Regions from separate parts of the Mus musculus genome. Here regions 1 and 2 are each linked to region 3. The links are chromatin contacts, called in public HiChIP or PLAC-seq and promoter capture Hi-C maps. All regions are on one chromosome and are shown on one strand. Each heading gives the region's core, a stretch centred on a gene start, on an enhancer-like site or on the middle of the called end of the contact. The rest is flanking DNA. Distances are from core to core; before and after follow the strand shown.

The links. Promoter capture Hi-C pulls out the DNA fragments that hold promoters and counts their contacts. HiChIP or PLAC-seq counts read pairs in DNA pulled down with a chosen protein or histone mark.
Region 1: a contact with region 3 is called in an H3K27ac HiChIP or PLAC-seq map of embryonic stem cells, with 5 read pairs. The contact joins the promoter of Pla2g4f here to the promoter of Sptbn5 in region 3. A contact is called at or near these places in 5 of 39 promoter capture datasets (the 3T3-L1 cell line, the SN4741 cell line, embryonic stem cells and 2 more), 1 of 15 datasets of contacts at CTCF or cohesin (the NIH/3T3 cell line), 1 of 115 datasets of contacts at active chromatin or transcription factors (embryonic stem cells) and 4 of 9 other capture datasets (adipose tissue, embryonic stem cells, liver and 1 more).
Region 2: a promoter capture Hi-C map of embryonic stem cells shows a contact between it and region 3, with 4 times the contacts expected there. The contact joins the enhancer-like site here to the promoter of Sptbn5 in region 3. A contact is called at or near these places in 5 of 39 promoter capture datasets (HPC-7-derived erythroid cells, embryonic stem cells, hematopoietic stem and progenitor cells and 1 more), 4 of 484 Hi-C or Micro-C datasets (all in embryonic stem cells), 1 of 115 datasets of contacts at active chromatin or transcription factors (embryonic stem cells) and 1 of 9 other capture datasets (liver).

Annotation. Positions count from the first base shown.
Region 1 is chr2:120,312,453-120,315,425 of GRCm38.p6, forward strand. Pla2g4f (phospholipase A2, group IVF) reads right to left here and starts at 1,713. Exons shown (of 20, transcript NM_001363073.1): 1 at 1,494-1,713; 2 at 595-667. The coding sequence starts at 1,604.
Region 2 is chr2:119,832,931-119,835,865 of GRCm38.p6, forward strand. No RefSeq gene overlaps it. Among named protein-coding and RNA genes, the nearest start is that of Tyro3, 35 kb to the left of the region's middle. Within about 2 kb of position 1,456, at least 9 of the 459 cell types and tissues checked have an H3K27ac peak or open chromatin away from gene starts, as enhancers often do. A contact at or near this core is called in embryonic stem cells, where this site is marked.
Region 3 is chr2:120,087,089-120,090,263 of GRCm38.p6, forward strand. Sptbn5 (spectrin beta, non-erythrocytic 5) reads right to left here and starts at 1,825. Exons shown (of 67, transcript NM_001370938.1): 1 at 1-1,825. It overlaps Ehd4 (EH-domain containing 4), which reads right to left. Exons shown (of 6, transcript NM_133838.4): 6 at 2,399-3,175.

The DNA.
Region 1 (2,973 bases), core at 463-2,962, 230 kb after region 3:
AGCGGGGGAGGAGACTTGGCATCAAACTCTGATTGTTGAAAAGGTTTCCTGGAGGCTGGACTCAGAAAGGAAGGAGCAAGGGGAGAGGAGGCTGTCTGCCTGTGGTGTTCCAGGCTCTACCTTAGCCAGGTAACCTCCCACTCAACTGACAGAAATCCCCACAGCAGCCACAGTTCAAAGGATCATGTGGTAGCACAAACCATTGAGTAACTCCTTGAAATGGCCTGATTCAGGCAATAGAACTCTGTACCATGTGTGGGTACTGCCAAAGCTCCTGGAAAGCAGGCATTGATGTGTGGCAACGGGGCCTAACACACCCTCAGAAAGCCTCCTAGAGTCAGGAGGAGGCTGAAGTCTGCCCAACTCACCCCTCCAGTGTGCCTGCATGCCTCTATACCCCACACCACACCAAGGTACCCTCCCTCCAATGATTAACACCACCCTACCACCCTACTCCAAGAGAGCACACACACACACACACACACACACACACACACACACACACACACACACACACAGACACAGAGAGAGAGAGAGAGAGAGAGAGAGAGAGAGAGAGAGAGAGAGAGAGAGAGCAAAGCAAGGATTACTCACACTTATCTGTGTGCTGGATGTTTCTGGCCCTCAGCACCTTCACTTGAAGGTCGTAGTATGGGTGGGTTTCCTGCTGAAACAACAGAACCCTAGGAACTCAGTTCCAGGAAGCTAGGGTTGGCCTGATCTCCTCTCTCAAGTGTTTTCTGGCTTGAGTTTCTACTCTGTCTTACCATAGAACTTGCCTGGCCCAGGTCACTAATGCTCCTATGCCAGGAGCTCTGGGAAGCTTTTGCAAGGCGCAGGGTGCTGGGTGGTCAGGATTGGTGAGGGGCCTGGAATCTGGGGACCAGCTCAACTCTTAGTGTTCCCATGAGCAGCTAAGCTAGGTACGCTTTATAATGGTCAGCCTGCAGCTGCCCTCTAGACGTGACCTGGGCACTAGGATAATGTATTTAAGAAGGTCAAACACTAAAAGAGAAAGCCAGAACCCACTGCACCCACCAGCTTCCATGCAGGGGCTGAAAGACCAACCAGAGGCAGGAATGGGCAAGGGGAGGGGAAGCCAAGTCTCCTAGCTTGTTCTGGTCTGATAAGTCACTAGATTGAAGACTGAGCTCAAAACAAAACAAAACAAAAATGATGATGCCAGATTGCAGCCTTCTGGGTGTTAATCTACCCCCTGAAAACCCAACAAACCCTTCTCCCTTCTCTCCACAATGGTTATACAGCTAGACTAGTGCATTCCTGGCAAACCAACCACAGGCAATGGTCTCAGGCCGCCATCATTTCTTTTTGGAGGCCTTGGCCTGTCTCTCTAGTTTGAGCTTTTCCAGGTTGTCTGTGGTATGTTCCACCCTAAATCAAACCCCAGTGCAATGGCTGGCTTAGTCCCCACGGGGTGCCAGCCATCTCCCAGGACTCCAGCCAGCTTTTCCCAAGTGAGATCAGTACATTACCCGCCTATGCTTCCATTGTGGTTCGCTCTTTTCTGTCTTCCGTAGCAGTATGGCTCCAAGAAGGGGAAGTCCCTTGCCTGCCAGCCACTTTGGCTGGAGAGTCCAGGGCATGGCCAGCAGTAGCAGCTCAGGTCCCAGTAGGGAGCTTGCCTGTTTCCCAGAGCCACCCTTTCTCTGGCTATATTCACTGTCGCTCAGGTCTGACAAGTAGCACAGGAGTGGGAAGGGTGGAGCCACTGCTAGGCTGAGGCACCGGGGCTGGAGGAGGGGTTTGAAGTGCTCCAGGAGGGGTTTGAAGTGCTCCAGGAAATGAGTGGAGCCTGCTTTCCCTAGGCAATAGGCAAGTTGCTCCCTTTCCAAGAGACTCTTGGGGTCCTGCTTAGCTCTCTGGTCTCCAACTCAGGCCCTGCTTAGCTGAACTAGTTGTGAAAAACAGACACCACTCCCATCCCTTGCCATGTATGGGTAGGGCAAGAGCCCAGATATTCTTGTTTCCAACTAGTCTGCCATTAGCAGAAGTCAGGAGGTACTATAATCAGGGCTAACCTCATCTAGCTGCCAGAAAGCCCCACACCATCTCTCCTTCAAGTCCCACTTTCTCCACAGCTCTTAAGCAGAAACAGAAATCTCTGGCTCGGGTTTTTATGGGGAATCACTGACATTTATTGTCTCTTTTGGCCTCCCTCAGTTATTTCCTTAACACAAAGGTCATGGTATGTCTGTACCAAAGCCACCCACACCCTGAAAAGATTCATTTCATGACTCCTTTCCTGGGTTGGTAGAAGTGCCTGGTGCTTCAGGCATAGAGGCGGGGGCATGGCCAGGTATTGTAAATAAGGACAGAAGAGAGGCAGGCCTCTCTATCCTTAAACTGCCAGAGATAAAGGCTTTAAAGTGTCCATGACCATTTTGAGGCTCCGGCTGCAACCGCATGTCATGTCCTTTCCTGTGGACCACAGTCATCTAGGTGGCGAGGCAGGGACAGTGGCTAGCAAAAGTTCCTAGGAGACTCTTTTCATCTCTTTAACCATAACCCTTTCATATAGCTAAGGGTAGTGGTACACAGAACCCCAGGACAGGCAGGAGGCTCACTTGAACTCAGCATCGTGAGACCAGTTTAAGGTACCAGATAAGACCCCCATCTCGACCAGGTAATCTCTACTGCCTTCCCTCCCTCACACATCCACAGCTGGAGGCTGCAATGACATCCACAAAGGTGAATTAACTCCCAAACGAACAGGCCATGCTCAGACCAGAAATTCCAGAACCAGAGGTGACGTAACTGTGGTGACCTGCTTCACCTCAGATAGATTGTAAAAGAGATCTGACTCAGAGATGGCTAAGCCCAGCCCCCTTGCTGAACATGGATAGTTCAGCACCTGGATCCCAGGCTGAAGCTGGGGCTTTGGGTAAGGAGGGGCAGAGTTCTAGCTGGCTGAGTGCTTTTGGGCTTAAACCATATTCTCTGCTCGGAAGCCAT
Region 2 (2,935 bases), core at 206-2,705, 250 kb before region 3:
GATCCTCCTGCCTCAGACTCCCAACTTCTGGCATAACAGCGGTGTATCACTGTACTCAGTTTACACTGATTCAAAGTAGACTTTATCCATCATGCAAGTGCATCTCTGTGAGTTCCAGACCAGCCTCGTCTACATAATGAGACAAAAACAAAGCAGTAAACAAACACAAGCAGACCATGAACTTCTGATCTTCCTGCCTCTACTTCCCAAGTGCTAGACTAGAGGTCTGCCCCATGGAGCCTGGCAAGAACCTTTAGTCTAGGGAGGGAAGGTGGCTCCAATGCTCGCCAAGTTTGAGGACCTGATTTTTACTTCCAGCGTCCACATAAGAAAACAGTAGATAGGGTTATAAACACTTGTAACCCTAGTGCCAGGGAAGCAGAGGTAGGCTAGCTAGCCTAGAGACGTGTCTCAAATACTTAAAAAAGAAAGAGAAAAAGGATAGACTTGAGGAATGACACTCAATATTATCCTCTGGGCTTCCCTGTGCATTTGTATGTGTACACAGACACACACATGCACACACGCACGCACACACACACATGGGCTTGCACACACACACTCACACACACGTGCTCACACATGCACTCACACACACATGCTCACACATGCACACTCACACACACACATGCACACTCAAATGAATCCTTTGTCTTTTTTATTTTTTTTGTTTTTTGGATTGTGTAGACAGGGTTTCTCCATGTAGCCCTGGCTGTCCAGGAACTTGATTAAAGGCATGAGAGTCACCACTGCCTAGATGAGAATCTTTTTTAAAAGCAAATGCTTGCTCTGCTATGCATCATGGTGCATAACTCAGAAGGCAGAGGTTCTAAGTGAGTTCATGGTCTTGGTACTCGTCTAGCATGTACAAAGGCCTGTGTCCCAAACCCAGCCACACAGGAGAAAAGGAAATAATAAATAAAAAAGATAGGACTGGACATAGTAGCACAACCCTGTAATCCTAACATTTGGAAAATGGAAGCAGGAACATCAGAAGTTCAATGTCAGCTGGGCAGTGGTGGCACACGCCTTTGATCCCAGCAATTGGGAGGCAGAGGCAGGCAGATTTCTGAGTTTGAGGCCAGCCTGGTCTACAGAATGAGTTCCAGGACATCCAGGGCCACACAGAGAAACCCTGTCTCGAAAAAAAAAAAGTTCAAAGTTATCTTCAGCAGTGTAGCCCATTCCAGAACAGCCTGGGCTACATGAGTCTATCTCATAAACCACCCAAAATAGATGCTTCTAGAAAAAAAATCTTGGTGTCCCACAAAGGAACACACAGACGAAGAGAGAATAAAAGGAAAGGGGTTGGGAAACTCTGGCAAGGCTAACTACCTTTGATTTTAAAAAATGTTTTTCAGATTTATGGTTGAGGAGGTTAAAGCCCACACTCAGCAAATATGAAGCCTTGGGTTTGATCTTTTAGCGCTGATTAAACTGGGTGTGGTCATGGTGTCTGGAATCCCAGTTCTCAGCAATCAGACACACCCAGCCATTTTAGGCTACTTACTGAGCTGATTACCTATTTGTCAGCCTCACCCAGCTGGGGTCATCTGGGAAGAGGGATCGATCCTCAGCTGAGAAAATGGCTCCATCAGATTGGCCTGTGGGCAAGTTTGTGGGGAATTCTCTCTCTCTCTCTCTCTCTCTCTCTCTCCTCTCTTTGGTTTTTCGAGACGGTGCTTCTCTGTATAGCCCTAGCGCTGGCTGTCCTGGAACTCACTTTGTAGACCAGGCTGGCCTCGAACTCAGAAATCCACCTGCCTCTGCCTCCTGAGTACTGGGATTAAAGGCATGTGCCACCATGCCGGGCACAGTAAGCAGCACTCTTCCATGGCCTCTGCTTCAGTTCCTGCCTCCAGGTTCCTCCCTCTACCTCCCTTCACAATTTAGTATAAACTTGAGGCGAAATGAATCATTTCTCCAAGTTGCTTTTGGTCATAGTGTTTAGCACAGCAATAGAAACTCCAACTAAAACGGCTACGTAGCAAGTTTGTGGTCGATCTCAAATAAAATAAAACGATGAAATGAAAGAAAAAAATTCCAAAGAAAGGTCATTCTTATCTTTTTTTCTTTCTTTTTTAAAATTTTTTTTAGGGGTTGGAGAGATGGCTCAGTGGTTAAGAGCACTGACTGCTCTTCCAGAAGTCCTGAGTTCAATTTCCAGCAACCACATGGTGGCTCACAACCATCTGTAATGGGATCTGATGTGCTCTTCTGGTGTATCTGAAGACAGCTACAGTGTACTCATATACATAAAATAAACATTAAGACACCTAACTTGTCCTATTTTTTTTCATATATGTATGCATGCCAGAAGAGGGCATCAGATCACATTATAGATGGTTGTGAGCTACTAAGTGGTTGCTGGGAATTGAACTTAGAACCTCTGGAAGGGTACCCAGTGACCTTAACCACTGAACCACCTTTCTAAGTCTCCGCTCCCTTTTTTTTTTTTTTTTTTTTTTTTTTTTGATACACTGTCTTTCTATGTAGCCCTGGCTGGCCTGGTACTTAATAGATTAGGCTAGCCTTGAATTCACAGAAATTACCTGCTTCTGCCTCCCTAGTGCTGTGATTAAAGGTGTGTGCCAGCCGGGCGTGGTGGCGCTCGCCTTTAATCCCAGCACTCAGGAGGCAGAGGCAGGTGGGTTTCTGAGTTCGAGGCCAGCCTGGTCTACAAAGTGAGTTCCAGGACAGCCAGGGCTATACAGAGAAACCCTGTCTCGAAAAACCAAAAAAAAAAAAAAAAGATAAAGGTGTGTGCCATCATGATCAGTTCTTATCTTTCAAACATCTTTTATTTTTATGTTTAGCTTACTTTCTGAGGTCAGAGGTGGTTGTTGAGAGTCCTCTTCTTCTTCCTCCTCCCCTCTTCCTTCTTCCTTATTGGTGTTCTGCCTGCATGTTTGTCTCTGTGAAGGTGTCAGGAGCT
Region 3 (3,175 bases), core at 575-3,074:
CTCATCTGTAAGGGAAAGCTTCATCGGGAAAGCCTTCTGGGTTTGAGGGGCTCTGGCCTCAGCTCCTCCAGGTTTGTGAGATCTGAGGTCAGACAGAACTGTACCATGCTTTGTTGGTAGGTTTAAGCAGAGGTGACTGTTTGGTTGTTAGATGTGGGGTTGGAGAAATGGGACTGTGGTCAAGGGCACTGGCTGCTCTTCCAGAGGATCTGGATTCTGTTTCTAGCACCACAGGAGGCTTACAGCCATCTGCAACTCCAGTTCCAGTAGATCTGGTGCCCTCTTCTGGTTTCCGAAGGCACCAGATAGTCAGGCAGTGAACACACACCAGACAAGCACTTGTACACATAAAGTACAATCAATCTTTAAATAAGATATTGTTGGACAGGATTAGAGGACTGCTCTCCTTCCCATGCCCCCTCCCCTGGCTCAGCAGCAACTAGAGCCAATGCATATTGTACAAGGGGCAGCTCCTCATTGGCAGTGAGTGACGAAGCCCTTGGTGAAAAGGTCAATTGGTCTTTGAAATCCTTGCCAAGAGACTGAACTTTCTGTTTGAGCTGGACTGAATGATACATACAGATGGGTGAACTGGCCGTAACTGAAAACAATCTAGCAGGAACAGGACTTCAGGTGCTGTTTGCTCCAGCATCCCAAACATTGTTACTGCAGATCTGGGTTTCCTATGCCTCGTTCAATACCTCCTCTCTGCCAGCCCAGAGGGACTATGTGGAACATCTTCCTAAGTGCTGGGGTGGTACCTGTTGAAAATGGGATGAGGAAAACACATGTATTTTTGAACTGGTATCTGTGACTAGGGGGAATGAAATACTCCAATTGGCTTAAACTAATCTGGATCCATCCAGGAAAGAGGGGAGGAGTCTATTCTACCCTAACCTCATGCCTCTGGATGATAATAAAAAAAATATGTTGTGCTAAATGACAGTCCAGGCTGGCATCTTCACAAGGGTACATGGGTGACAGAGGAAAAGCCCAACACCTTCTGCAGGTGGTATACACCTGAGAGGCACAGGACCTTGAGGTGCACCCCCCCTCCCCAAGTACTACTCACAGTCCTTCAGTGTGGGCTTTTGACCTCTCGAGTGGAGTACGAGACCTCTTTCCCAGAGAGGATGAGGGAGGAATTAGGGTCACAAGGGATGGCATGGAGAAGAGGTATACCTCTCTAGACTCTTGCATCTCCTTTGAAAATGGACCCAAGGGACCACTTACCTCTTAAAAAGTGGACACAGTTACAAGAAGCTAGTGGCAGTGGGGATTGACACTTTTAAATGAGATTTTAAAGGATAGAGGCATTGTGTGATTTACATTGCTAAATACTATGTGCCTGATACACTCTTGAACCAGGGATGACTTGAATAGACTCAGGCTGTTTTGGGGTCCTGCCGGTAGGTTACCTGGCCATCTGCCTACATAACCCTCAACAAGCCCAAGTGCAGTTTCTTTCTCCTTGGGCTCAGCAGGGCTTCACTGGGAGGTGACGATGGCAGGACCCAGCGGAAGCACTTACTTCCCCTCACCTGCAGAGGGTCTTGTGATCCAATGTGTGTGGTAGTTACAAATAGGCTCTTTAGAACCAGGGAGAGCACAAGTAGGTGTGTGTTTCCCCAGTGTGTAAACACTCTGAGGTGGCTTCTTTGAAAACCAGGATGATACATTATGGTGGGCTACATATGAAACGTCTGAAGGCGTGGTCAGTAGAGAGGTGATGGGATCATAAGGGTTCTGAATTTATCCACAGATGAAGGTGAAGACAGGAAAGCAGGTCACTGAGGTGCACCTTTAAAGACCCCGTCCTGGGTTCTGCTATTGGCTGCCAAGAGGCAACCACCTCCTCTGCCGTGTGCTCCTGCTGCTATGGTGTTCTGCCTCATCCCCAGCTCACAGCTGACCTCTGCACTGAATAACCTCAGACTATTGGCCAATTTAAACTTTCCCTCCTTGAAACTGAATTCTGTCTAGCATTTCTCTGACACAGAAAACCGACATGAGGATGGGGCAATACAGAGTGAATGTATGTGTGAGGTGGGAGGAGTATTTGAACAGTCTAGGAACTGTGCATTGGTCCTGAGAAGACACAATCTTTTATTTTTATCACCATTTCTGTTTTTTCCTTCTGGTAAAGTTATTATGAAGAACAAGAGAATGTAACAAAAGTAGACCCATGGTTTCTTTTTGTTCAAGAACATCACCAGGTCAGAGCAAGCTTAGCTGCTAGGCATCTCCCAGCAGAAGGTGGAGAGGAGTGGGAAGGCAGATCCCAGAAATCTTAGCCTGCTGTCCCTAGAAAGGCCTCCTCTGAGGCTCTGTACAGAAGTGACTTGGCCATATCTACATTGAACATACGGACGCATTTTAGAGACAGACTCACGAGACATACATTTGTGATTATATTTAGGTAGATATATGACAACTGTGCAGAGAAAGCAGAAGACAACTAGGAGGAAAGTCAAGACCTCCCAGGCATCACCTCTCCATGGACACTGACACAAATACAGTTACAGCCCCGGGATCAAACATTCACCTGTGTGTGTCCAATTAATAAAAACACGCTTTCAGAGTAAAGCAAACACTGTGTTTCTCTTAAAACCATTATTTAGAAAGTAAGATAGGAAGTGTGAATGGTGGCGTAAGTATTCTGTTTTACACAGACTACCATAAAACAAACGATGTAGTTCAGACTGGCTTCGAACTCATGGTAATCCCCCTGCATCTGCCTCCCAAGTGCTGCGAAATGGGTGTGAGCTCTTAGCATTTTCTCTTAAATCCCCGGTTCTGACCCTGAGGTTGCCAGATGCAGACAATTAGGGATTGGAGTATGTTTTTGTGAAGATTCAGGGATGCTGTTCAGATTCATTCATTTCTGCTGCTGTTGGTCATGTGGTCACTGCTGCGCTGTGATTCCTACTTCGTAAGTGATGGTGACAGTGTTCTTCTGCTGGGCCACAGAGCAGGGTACAGTAGGAGGCAGCCCCTGCGGCGCCTGACTAGGTGGGCTTGGGAAAGAACACTGAAGAGGCAGAAGTAGACCAATCCTGGCCCAGATAGGCACTCCTGATGTGAGGTGTCTAGCTTGGAAGAAAAGGTATTACAGAGATTTCTTCAGAGAGGCTACATCTTGTGAGAAAAACATACCTGGACACAATGAAATGCA